Regions from separate parts of the Mus musculus genome. Here region 1 is linked to region 2. Evidence: chromatin contacts called from public Hi-C data. All regions are on one chromosome and are shown on one strand. Each heading gives the region's core, a stretch centred on a gene start, on an enhancer-like site or on the middle of the called end of the contact. The rest is flanking DNA. Distances are from core to core; before and after follow the strand shown.

Region 1 (4,842 bases), core at 255-2,754, 1.0 Mb after region 2:
TAGCTGCTTCACTGGTTTGATTTCTGGAAGTCCATACGCTCCCATTTTTTGGTCGTCTGAGGAAGTAAACCTCCTGAGCGATAAGGAAGGCAAGATAAGAGTCCAGGAGCTATGGCGAGGTTAGTCTTCTTTCCATTCCCGATCCCCTCCCAGAGGCACACAGTGAGCAGAGAATTGGATTCTCTGTTACAGCTGCACAACTGCTTAACAGGGGGAAATGAAGGCCACAGTGGGTACATGGTTCGCCCAAGGTTCTAATCCAGTCTGCTACCCACAACTGTTAAGGCAAAGCCATGGAAATCAACATCCCTCTAGGTCTCTGGAGACTGACTGATGGGGAAAATCTGTTCTCCCTCAAATGAGGCAAGTGACCAGGTCTCTCCATCAGCCCCCTGCCTCCAGAGGCCCTGAATTCCAGGGTTATGAACACCAAACACACCTTGGGATGTGGGGGCACACTTCATGGTGGAACTTGTTTTCTCGCTCCACAAAATGTGAAGCTTTGTCGTTGTTGCCCCACCACCACCCACCCCTGCCGAAGTTCTAGAGTAGTCTCTGCCTTTTGTTTTATAGTAGTCAACAAAACTTCCTACCACTGTGAGCTTATAGTTGAAGAAAGGGACAAACGCAATTAAAAACGCAGTGGATCAAAAAAACCACAGATAGAGTGTGATTTTCAGAAAGGAAGAGATGCTCACCAATGAAACGCAAAAACCTCTCTAACAGTCACGTGATACTCCACCATCTTGCCTTTTGTGTCCCTAAAACTATATTCCAGGTTAATCTGACTCGCTGGACTCAGTGTAGGTGTCCGCAGGACTTCTTACACTTGTCTGCGCTAAGAATCACCTGCTCACAGGCCGTATCTGATCTGGCAGGGCAGGACAGAACCTGGGGGTCTGCACTGGTACCAAATGTGGGGCTTTGTTTGTGGGAGACCTACCGGAAGGGGTGGGTGCTGCTGTGCTATGACCCGCCCCTTTGGCTAAACTTCAGCCAAGCCTGAGCTGTTTGTCACTGTGCTCCTGCTATGCTGGGTCCTAAATTCTTCAGTCCTGCTAACAGGTGTCTTCTCTCTTCCCTCGTGCCCCCTGCTACCCCGCGGGCCTCAAGCAGAGGACAATGAGAACTCCAAGTCCGACGAGAAGGGCAATCAGTCCGAGAATAGCGAAGATCCGGAGCCTGACCGCAAGAAGTCAGGCAGCGCATGCGACAACGACATGAACTGCAACGACGATGGCCACAGCTCCAGCAACCCGGACAGCCGTGACAGCGACGACAGCTTCGAGCACTCGGACTTTGAACACCCCAAGGCGGCCGAGGATGGCTTCGGCGCGCTGGGCCCTATGCAGATCAAAGTGGAGCGCTACGTGGAGAGCGAGGCGGACCTGCGACTGCAGCCCTGCGAGTCGCTCACGTCGGACAGCGCCAAGGACTCAGACAGCGCGAACGAGGCGGGCGCTCAGGCATCCAGCAAGCACCAGAAGCGCAAGCGGCGGCGGAAACGGCAGAAGGGCGGCAGCGCCAGTCGCCGACGCCTGTCCAGCGCGTCCAGCCCAGGCCTGGACGCCGGTCTGGTGGAGCCTCCGCGGCTGCTGTCATCGCCGCACAGCGCCTCTGTGCTCAAGATCAAGACAGAGATCGCCGAGCCCATCAACTTCGACAACGACAGCAGCATCTGGAACTACCCGCCCAACCGGGAGATCTCCAGGAACGAATCCCCGTACAGCATGACCAAGCCCCCCACCTCCGAGCACTTCCCGTCCCCGCAGGGCCAGGGAGGCAGCAGCGGTGGCGGGGGAGCGCTGCACGTGGCCATCCCCGACTCGGTCCTCACCCCACCGGGCGCCGATGGCACAGCTGGCCGCAAGACTCAGTTCAGCGGCACAGCCCCGGTGCCCTCTGATCCACTGTCGCCCCCGCTCTCTGCGTCCCCGCGGGACAAGCACCCCGGGGGCGGGGCGGGGAGTGGCGGGGGTGGCCCTGGTGCATCCAACTCCTTGCTGTACACTGGGGACCTGGAGGCCCTGCAGAGGTTGCAAGCGGGCAACGTCGTGCTTCCGCTGGTGCACCGGGTGACCGGGACCCTGGCAGCCACCAGCACAGCCGCACAGAGGGTCTACACCACGGGCACTATCCGCTACGCACCCGCTGAGGTGACCCTGGCCATGCAGGGCAACCTGCTACCCAACGCGCATGCTGTTAACTTCGTGGACGTTAACAGCCCAGGCTTTGGCCTCGACCCCAAGACACCCATGGAGATGCTCTACCACCACGTGCACCGACTCAACATGTCAGGACCATTTGGCGGCGCCGTGAGCGCGGCCAGCCTCACACAGATGCCAGGTGGCAACGTGTTCACCACAGCCGAGGGACTCTTCTCCACGCTGCCCTTCCCAGTCTACAGCAACGGTATCCACGCGGCACAGACTCTGGAGCGCAAGGAGGACTGAGCGGGCCCCACTCAGGAGGCATCGTCGTTTTCGTTTAGACCTTTCATTCTAGCACTTTGAATTCGAGCTGGTCAGCGTCTTCTCGCAACACGGTGGCCCCATCCCACCCCCTCTCTTTCTTTCATTAGACTTATTCTTTCTTGTAAAGACATGTTTATTTTTTGCCTTCAGAGGGTCAGATGACCGGTTGCCTGCCATTTTGTCTTCTAAGATGTGTGTTGGGTTGTTTGACTTTCCTTTACATCTTTATTAAGATGTCTTTAATGTGTATATGCCTCTGCCATAGAATACTCAGTCTTGTGGTCAAGAGATTTCTCAAGTGACAACCATTGGGTTTTCTTCCTAAAGATCTTGATATGATCAAGATGGAAAGAGACACGCATAAACGATTGTGCCCTGTTTGACTAAGTCAAATGAAATGGGGTGGGTGTTTTGTTTTTTGTTTTTGGTTTTTTTTTTTTTTTCCTGTTCCTAATTCCTTTGAAAATAGGGGAATAGTATTTTAGAATTTTATGCAGAATTTAATTCTTTTTATGATTAAGATTTTAAGATTTTTCTTACTTGCACACATAAAAATAATTTGGTTTCTTAAACTTAATTTCTGGCCTGTGACTAGAATGTTTGTTTTTTTGTTTTTTTTTTAAAAAGTCGGACTAAGTGTTAATTACTGAAACATTAACTTAATTTCTAAAACCATGGTGCTATCATTTATTAATCTATAATGTCTTCATACAAAATGCAGCTCCTGGGCTGGATTTTGGAAGAGAAAATGTGTTCTGTCCTGGTCTGGAGTCCCGTTGCTACAGTCAGTCTCCTTGGTTAGTTAAGACAAAGCCCTCATTAACATTTGCTGCAGGACTTAAAAATTTTTTACCTCCCAACTAACAAACATAGCCTCACTTTCAATTGAATGGGTCAGTAAAGCCCTATTAAAAGGGGACTTTTGGACAACTCGGACTGATTTGAGGAACAGTTTAAGTACATACTGCCATTTTTGAGATTCTTTTGTCCTTAGTCAGTCTAACTGAGGCTGGTTTTTTGCAACTTCAGTAACACTTCAGAGTAAAAGAAGAAGGAGAAATATTTAACATGTTCTTTATTTGGGGTTTTTGTTTGTTTTTATTTCTTGCTAAAAAAAAATAGGTTTGTATGGGGGGTGCTGATTTGATAGAATTTATTTCCCTTCAATTCTTATTTGAGTTGAAACCAACAAGTTTTTAAAACTAAAGAATGGGTTAATAAGCTTCAGACAGATAACTACAACCGAAAACCGCACATTCAATGAAAAAAAAAGAGAAAAAAAAAAGAAAAAGAAAAAGAAAAAAGAGCCTATTTTGTCTTCGTTGCCAGAAATCAGTGTGGTGTCAAACACTCCAAATGACTGTCCAGTGTAGACTCTTCCCCCACTTCGTTTTTGGCAGCTGTTTGTTAAGGCATCTAATCCCAGATGTGAAAACTGTAATGTGTGCAACGTGTAGTGTCCTTGGCTGTGGGTCCCATTGCAGTTTCTGTGTGTTTCTATATGCAGTGTATGCTAAGCTACTGTAGTCGTTTTTTGTCCCCGTCTTCTCCGTGCTCTGTCTCTAGTGGAGTGGCACAGTTCCATTCCTGCGGTCCTAGTGAATCGGTGACTCTTGGGGGTTAGTGGGTTTGTGTGGTGGCCTTTCCCTGTGACGTCACCCATATGCTTCTATTGTCTGTGGATCCTGTCTTACTTTTCGAAATCCCTGCCGTTGCTTTGCTGTTGTATACTCTCCCTGCCTCCCCTGTCTTTCCCTGTCTGCCCTTTCTCTCCTCTGCTTCCCCCTTCCCTGATACCCCAAATCTGTATCATTCTCAGAGATAAAAAGAAAAAAGAAAAAAAAAGAAAAAGAAAAAAGACTCTTAACTAGCTCAAGGTTAATGGAGCCATCTTTCCCACAACGGAATTCTGGATGTGACTTTCTCTGTGGAGTACTACACAGAGCCCTGAAGAATAATGCTCAGATATATTGAATAAATTGACGCCATGCAACCTCAGCTGTTAACATTCCCAGAGTCCCTTGTGTTCTACCTATAAGCAGTGGGTGCTTTTCTTTGCTTTCCTTTCAGGTTGGCTGATGGAGCAGTATATAAAGCAATTACCAGTTAGACAGAAAATGATTTCAAAGGCCAACCAACATTTTTTTAAAAACAAAATGGGAGGGGTTAATGGAATATAGAATTGTCATATATATTTGTTTATTCGTGCAATGCTAATATAGTAACTTGGCTGTCCTTTGAATTGTCACTGTGCTGAGTGGATTTCCTCTAGAACTCTGGATTCCATGAGTTGGGCCCAGGCCGTGGTAGAATAATAACAGAAAGAAGATAAATGCCACAGATCTTAGCACTGGGCTTCCTTGAAGGA
Region 2 (4,389 bases), core at 89-2,588:
AAGTAAAAACGACCTGGCAAGGAGAGAGTGAGGCTTAGAAGCAATGACGGGGAAGGGTGCACTTGGAGGAGCTCAGGAAAACACCATGTAGAAAAGTCGGGTAGGTGTGTAAAAAGCTTTGCAACTTTAAATGTGTGTGAAGTACGATTATATATTCCAAGGAATAAGAAATACAGAGTAAAAGAAGATAAATGGGACATACTTGGCTTGTTATCTTACGACAGCTGATGCCAAAGTGATGTTGTCATTGCTATGAACTGATCATAGAAAACAGATTAATCACGCTATGCCTATATTTTATAAACTCACGAATATCAACCCCCTGGAATAGATTCCTTTCATTTTGCTTTGGATGGAGCTGTTGTAAATAATTTCAGATGTTCCTTGATCCTCTCATGGCTAAACTCGAGTTCCTACAACTGGATTGTATATCTGCCTCATGGTTCAGGCTGTGTTGATTGGGCTTAGAATTAAAGAATATCTACTGAATATATATTATTTTTATATGTTGGTTTATAGACTAGAAATGTGAATTGAAATTTGAATTCTGATAATTGGGCATTATATTTGGATTTCAGTACCAAATTTTACATTTCAATATTGATTGTACCAAATGAAACAAATTAGCAATCATTCAAACAGTTAGGGAAAATGACACCACACACACACACACACACACACACACACACATACACACACACTTCTTGACAATTTTTTTTTACCTCATTCTTAGTTGATTAATTGGATAGCCTAATTGTATGTTACATTTAAAACTCCATTAAGAAAAGAAAAGTATGCTTAAAATCATTATAATATTTCAAATAACATTATCTGGTCATTTTTAAAGTGACCAGAACTGAATAAAATCCACCCATCTCCACTGCTATCTAGAAATGAACTTGCTTCATTTTTATTAAAGTTCAAAAAGCCCTTAGATTAACTGTCACATTAATTTGGGCATTGATGAATCACTGTTTGATATGGATACTCAGATTTATATTTTTCTCTTTTTAATTTGAGAGAGGGCAAAACTCTTCATGGAATGTTTAGGGGAAAGGCCGATGGGATGTTCCCAAACAACCTATGAAAAATAGTTCCTGCTGGAGCTTGTAAGTTCTATTTGATTCACCTTTTTTTTTTAAAGGGGAGGGAAAGAAGAAAGATTTTAGAGACTAGGATGCTAGGAAACAGTTGGCTCTGTACAGAGGTCGAGGAAGGGAAGCCCTGCCAAGAGTCTCCAAGAGTCTCCTGTGGTGCTGCTGTCCGGAAGGTGCGCTGGCTCTGGGGCTGGCCCTGTGGCATTGTGGCGCTGTTCTCTCTCTGGCTGGCCGGCTCTGGCCTAGAGTGGATCAAACAAGCTGTGGGGGGAAAGTTTCCCTCATTTGCATCACTTCTAGACAGCCCTGTCTTACTCTTTGCTGACAGGAAATCACTGTCTTTGTCACCTTTTCTCAGGGCCCTCCTTTTGGCAGAGATGGGCCATGTGACCACGTTTAATCACAACAGCAGGGCTGGCTGGAGGCTCTGACAGGTTTTCCTCCGCACTTCAATAAATGGGGTGGAGGAGTCAGGAGGAAATGACTACATTAATTTTATAGTGAAAAAGATAATTAACACTTGAAGGCCTGATGCTCTAACGCTAGAACCTATGGGGTTACTATTCAAAACAAAGTAAATTTATCAAAAACTTGTGAAAACTATCTTATTATTATTTATTTTAATCTTGAATGGTGAGATCTGGGCACGTTAGAGGGAAAAGGAGCAGGCAGGAGAGAGGGAGTGATTGCATGTGAGGAAGAGAGAGGAGTGGGGGAAAAAGAAGAGGAAATCCTAGCAGGCATTAGCTCTGTTTGCAAAAGCAACTTAACTGGGCTAAAGCTCCGCCATTCCGGGGCTGGAGGCGGGAGCGTGTAAAGTGCCGCCTCGATGATATGAATAGACACGGGCAAACAAAAGCAGCAGTGTGCTCCTAGAAAACTCTGCTTAAAGGAGTTTCCCTGGCAACAGAAATGCCGTTCCAAAAGTAGACAGAACTTTCCTCAGAAAACATACTATTAATAACAACCTTCCGGAACAACTTGGAACAATTTGACGACTTGGCAATAATGCTGCCAAGCGTCGAGCAAATTAATCTCACACATAGAGTTTATATTTCTCTTGTCTGTGGTTCTGCTGGGGCCCGCCTAGACCTCTGCTTTTCAGTGGCTCAGGGGTGAAAAGTATTTCTCAGTGCTGCCATGGAAAAAGGAAACTAAAGAGACCTCAGTGTCCAACATCACTGGCCAACGGTTGTGTTCAGCCTTGGGAACCTACCAAGAGATTTTAGTTTGAGGAGATGAGTGTATTCCAGTGAGAACTGCTACAGGAAATCACACACTTTAATCGCCCTCTTGAATATCTCTTTCCAATAGAGATGCTTCCTGGAAAAAGACTTACTAAGGGTTAACAGCCTTAGTCTGCCTCTCACGTGAAGCACCTCTGAGGCCATAGACTATATAAACGTAATATATAAATGTAATGCCAAATATAGGCTGACTGTTACTTTTTAAAGAACCATTATTTCTTGTCAGCTCAGAATGGACTCATCTTGGGTCTACTTAGCCAAAGGGAATCATTTGAATTCTCCTAAAGGCTGCTTGCCAGCTGAGAGTCGAATGCTCCCCTCCTCCGACCTTTCTCGAATCCTTGGATGTAAAGGTTAAAAGTAATCAATATCTCATTGTGCTGCTTGGTTTCAGGGTAATAAGTAATAACCATCATGTTAAATCCAAATGATCCCAGATTGCACCTAAATGAGCTGACCCGTTAGAGAGGTGGCGTTAATTGCAATCAGGATAACCAGGAGAGTTTGCTAATAAAAGTTTGATTTAATTGTAAAAGGAACAAAACAAAACAAAATAAAACAAAATTTAATCTTTAACTTTTTGAAAACTTTTACTTAATTAAATAGAAATGCATTATCTGCTTCTATGTTAATCTGAGAGCTTTGGCTCCGTGCCCAGTGTTTGTAAATTTCCTTCCGATTTCTATAAAAGTCCTTACAAGAAAGGGCACTGACTTCTTTGTGTCCCAATACTAAATGAAGCATATGAATTTTATTATTTATTTATTTATTTATTTATTTATTTATTTATTTATTTTGAGACAGGGTTTCTCTGTGTAGCCTGGGCTGTCCTGGAACTCACTCTGTAGACCAGGCTGTCCTCGAACTCAGAAATTCGCCTGCCTCTGCTTCCCAAGTGCTGGGATTAAAGGAGTGTGCCACCACGCCCGGCATGAATTTTAGATAAATGGAAATATCATCTACCAATTTTTTTAGCATCATCTAGTTTTAAACTACTTATATCTTTACAGCTTATATTCATTCTATTTTGACTAATGAAAATTAGTCTAAATAATTTAGAGCTAGAAAATTATATGATGTGTGATTAAACTTTATAGACTGCTATGAGTTTGGGCTTGCTATTTTGTTAAAAATTAGTAAAGTGCCAAAGCTTAAATACGAAAATCAAGTATTCTCATTGACAAAGGAATAGTGATCTGCAAATGATAAGAATTAGGTTTAATGCTCCATGTAATTATATCAGGAAGGGATTGTCTATAACCTTAATAGAAAGTGTTGCATTAGACATATATTCCGTTCAATATAAACACTTGTCTTTATTATGATTCTATGAACTGTAAGGTAGGAACCAAATCTATGGGAGGGGCAGTATTTTAGTTATTTCAAAAGAAGTTGGAGAATTTGTTTAGAATAGGTGGTCAGCCCTGGGAACCTGTCTGAATCTCAGAGCTGTCAGTCATGAACTTGCTACCCTGGTTCCATTTGTCTAACTGTACAAGGAAGAGAGTTTGTAGGTTGTGATATGCAAGACATGTCATCTTGGAGCACTAGGAGTGCTCCTGCTCTACTACTCCATTCCCAAGTGCCCATATTCCTTCCCTCTTAGCCCGCAGTCCCATGTCTTTGGGAATGAAAAAACGAACTCTGCTAGATGCTGATATTTTGGTGTGGGATATAATATTGAATGAAATGCTGACCTTAAAAATCTAGTTTAAGTGGGGACTGTGTAGTAGTTGCTCTGTTAATAGAGTGTCTAGTGTGCATGAAGCTCCAACTAACTGGGCATAGTAATCCCAACCTTGACAGAATAGAGGCAAGAGGTCAAAAGTTCAAGGTCATCCTAGGCTACACAGTGAGATTAAGTCCATACCCTTGGGCTACATGAGGCTCTGTCTCAAAAACAAAATGTCCTTTAGTTGGGAGGGCCTTAGAAAATGAAGTGAATATTGAAAGGTCAACAGAAGCTATCAGGAAGATGGGTCAAGTGTGGATTTCTATTTTATCACACGATAAAAAGGGACTGTGTTCACAGGATTGCATGTGTG

The links. A called contact is a pair of places that touch in the nucleus more often than the background predicts.
Region 1: a contact with region 2 is called in a Hi-C map of differentiating embryonic stem cells, with 3 times the contacts expected there. The contact joins two enhancer-like sites. A contact is called at or near these places in 1 of 39 promoter capture datasets (hippocampal neurons), 3 of 15 datasets of contacts at CTCF or cohesin (the NIH/3T3 cell line, embryonic stem cells and stem cell-derived epiblast-like cells), 86 of 484 Hi-C or Micro-C datasets (the 3T3-L1 cell line, 3T3-L1-derived adipocytes, the C2C12 cell line and 48 more), 7 of 115 datasets of contacts at active chromatin or transcription factors (astrocytes, differentiating embryonic stem cells, embryonic forebrain and 4 more) and 1 of 9 other capture datasets (embryonic stem cells).

Annotation. Positions count from the first base shown.
Region 1 is chr12:54,066,622-54,071,463 of GRCm38.p6, forward strand. It overlaps Npas3 (neuronal PAS domain protein 3), which reads left to right. Exons shown (of 12, transcript NM_001370962.1): 12 at 1,117-4,842. The coding sequence ends at 2,453. Among named protein-coding and RNA genes, the nearest start is that of Gm35818, 73 kb to the right of the region's middle. Within about 2 kb of position 1,505, at least 56 of the 459 cell types and tissues checked have an H3K27ac peak or open chromatin away from gene starts, as enhancers often do. A contact at or near this core is called in Sertoli cells, astrocytes, differentiating embryonic stem cells and 2 more, where this site is marked.
Region 2 is chr12:53,031,578-53,035,966 of GRCm38.p6, forward strand. All of the region lies in intron 9 of Akap6 (A kinase (PRKA) anchor protein 6), which reads left to right. Among named protein-coding and RNA genes, the nearest start is that of Npas3, 210 kb to the right of the region's middle. Within about 2 kb of position 1,339, at least 157 of the 459 cell types and tissues checked have an H3K27ac peak or open chromatin away from gene starts, as enhancers often do. A contact at or near this core is called in Sertoli cells, astrocytes, differentiating embryonic stem cells and 2 more, where this site is marked.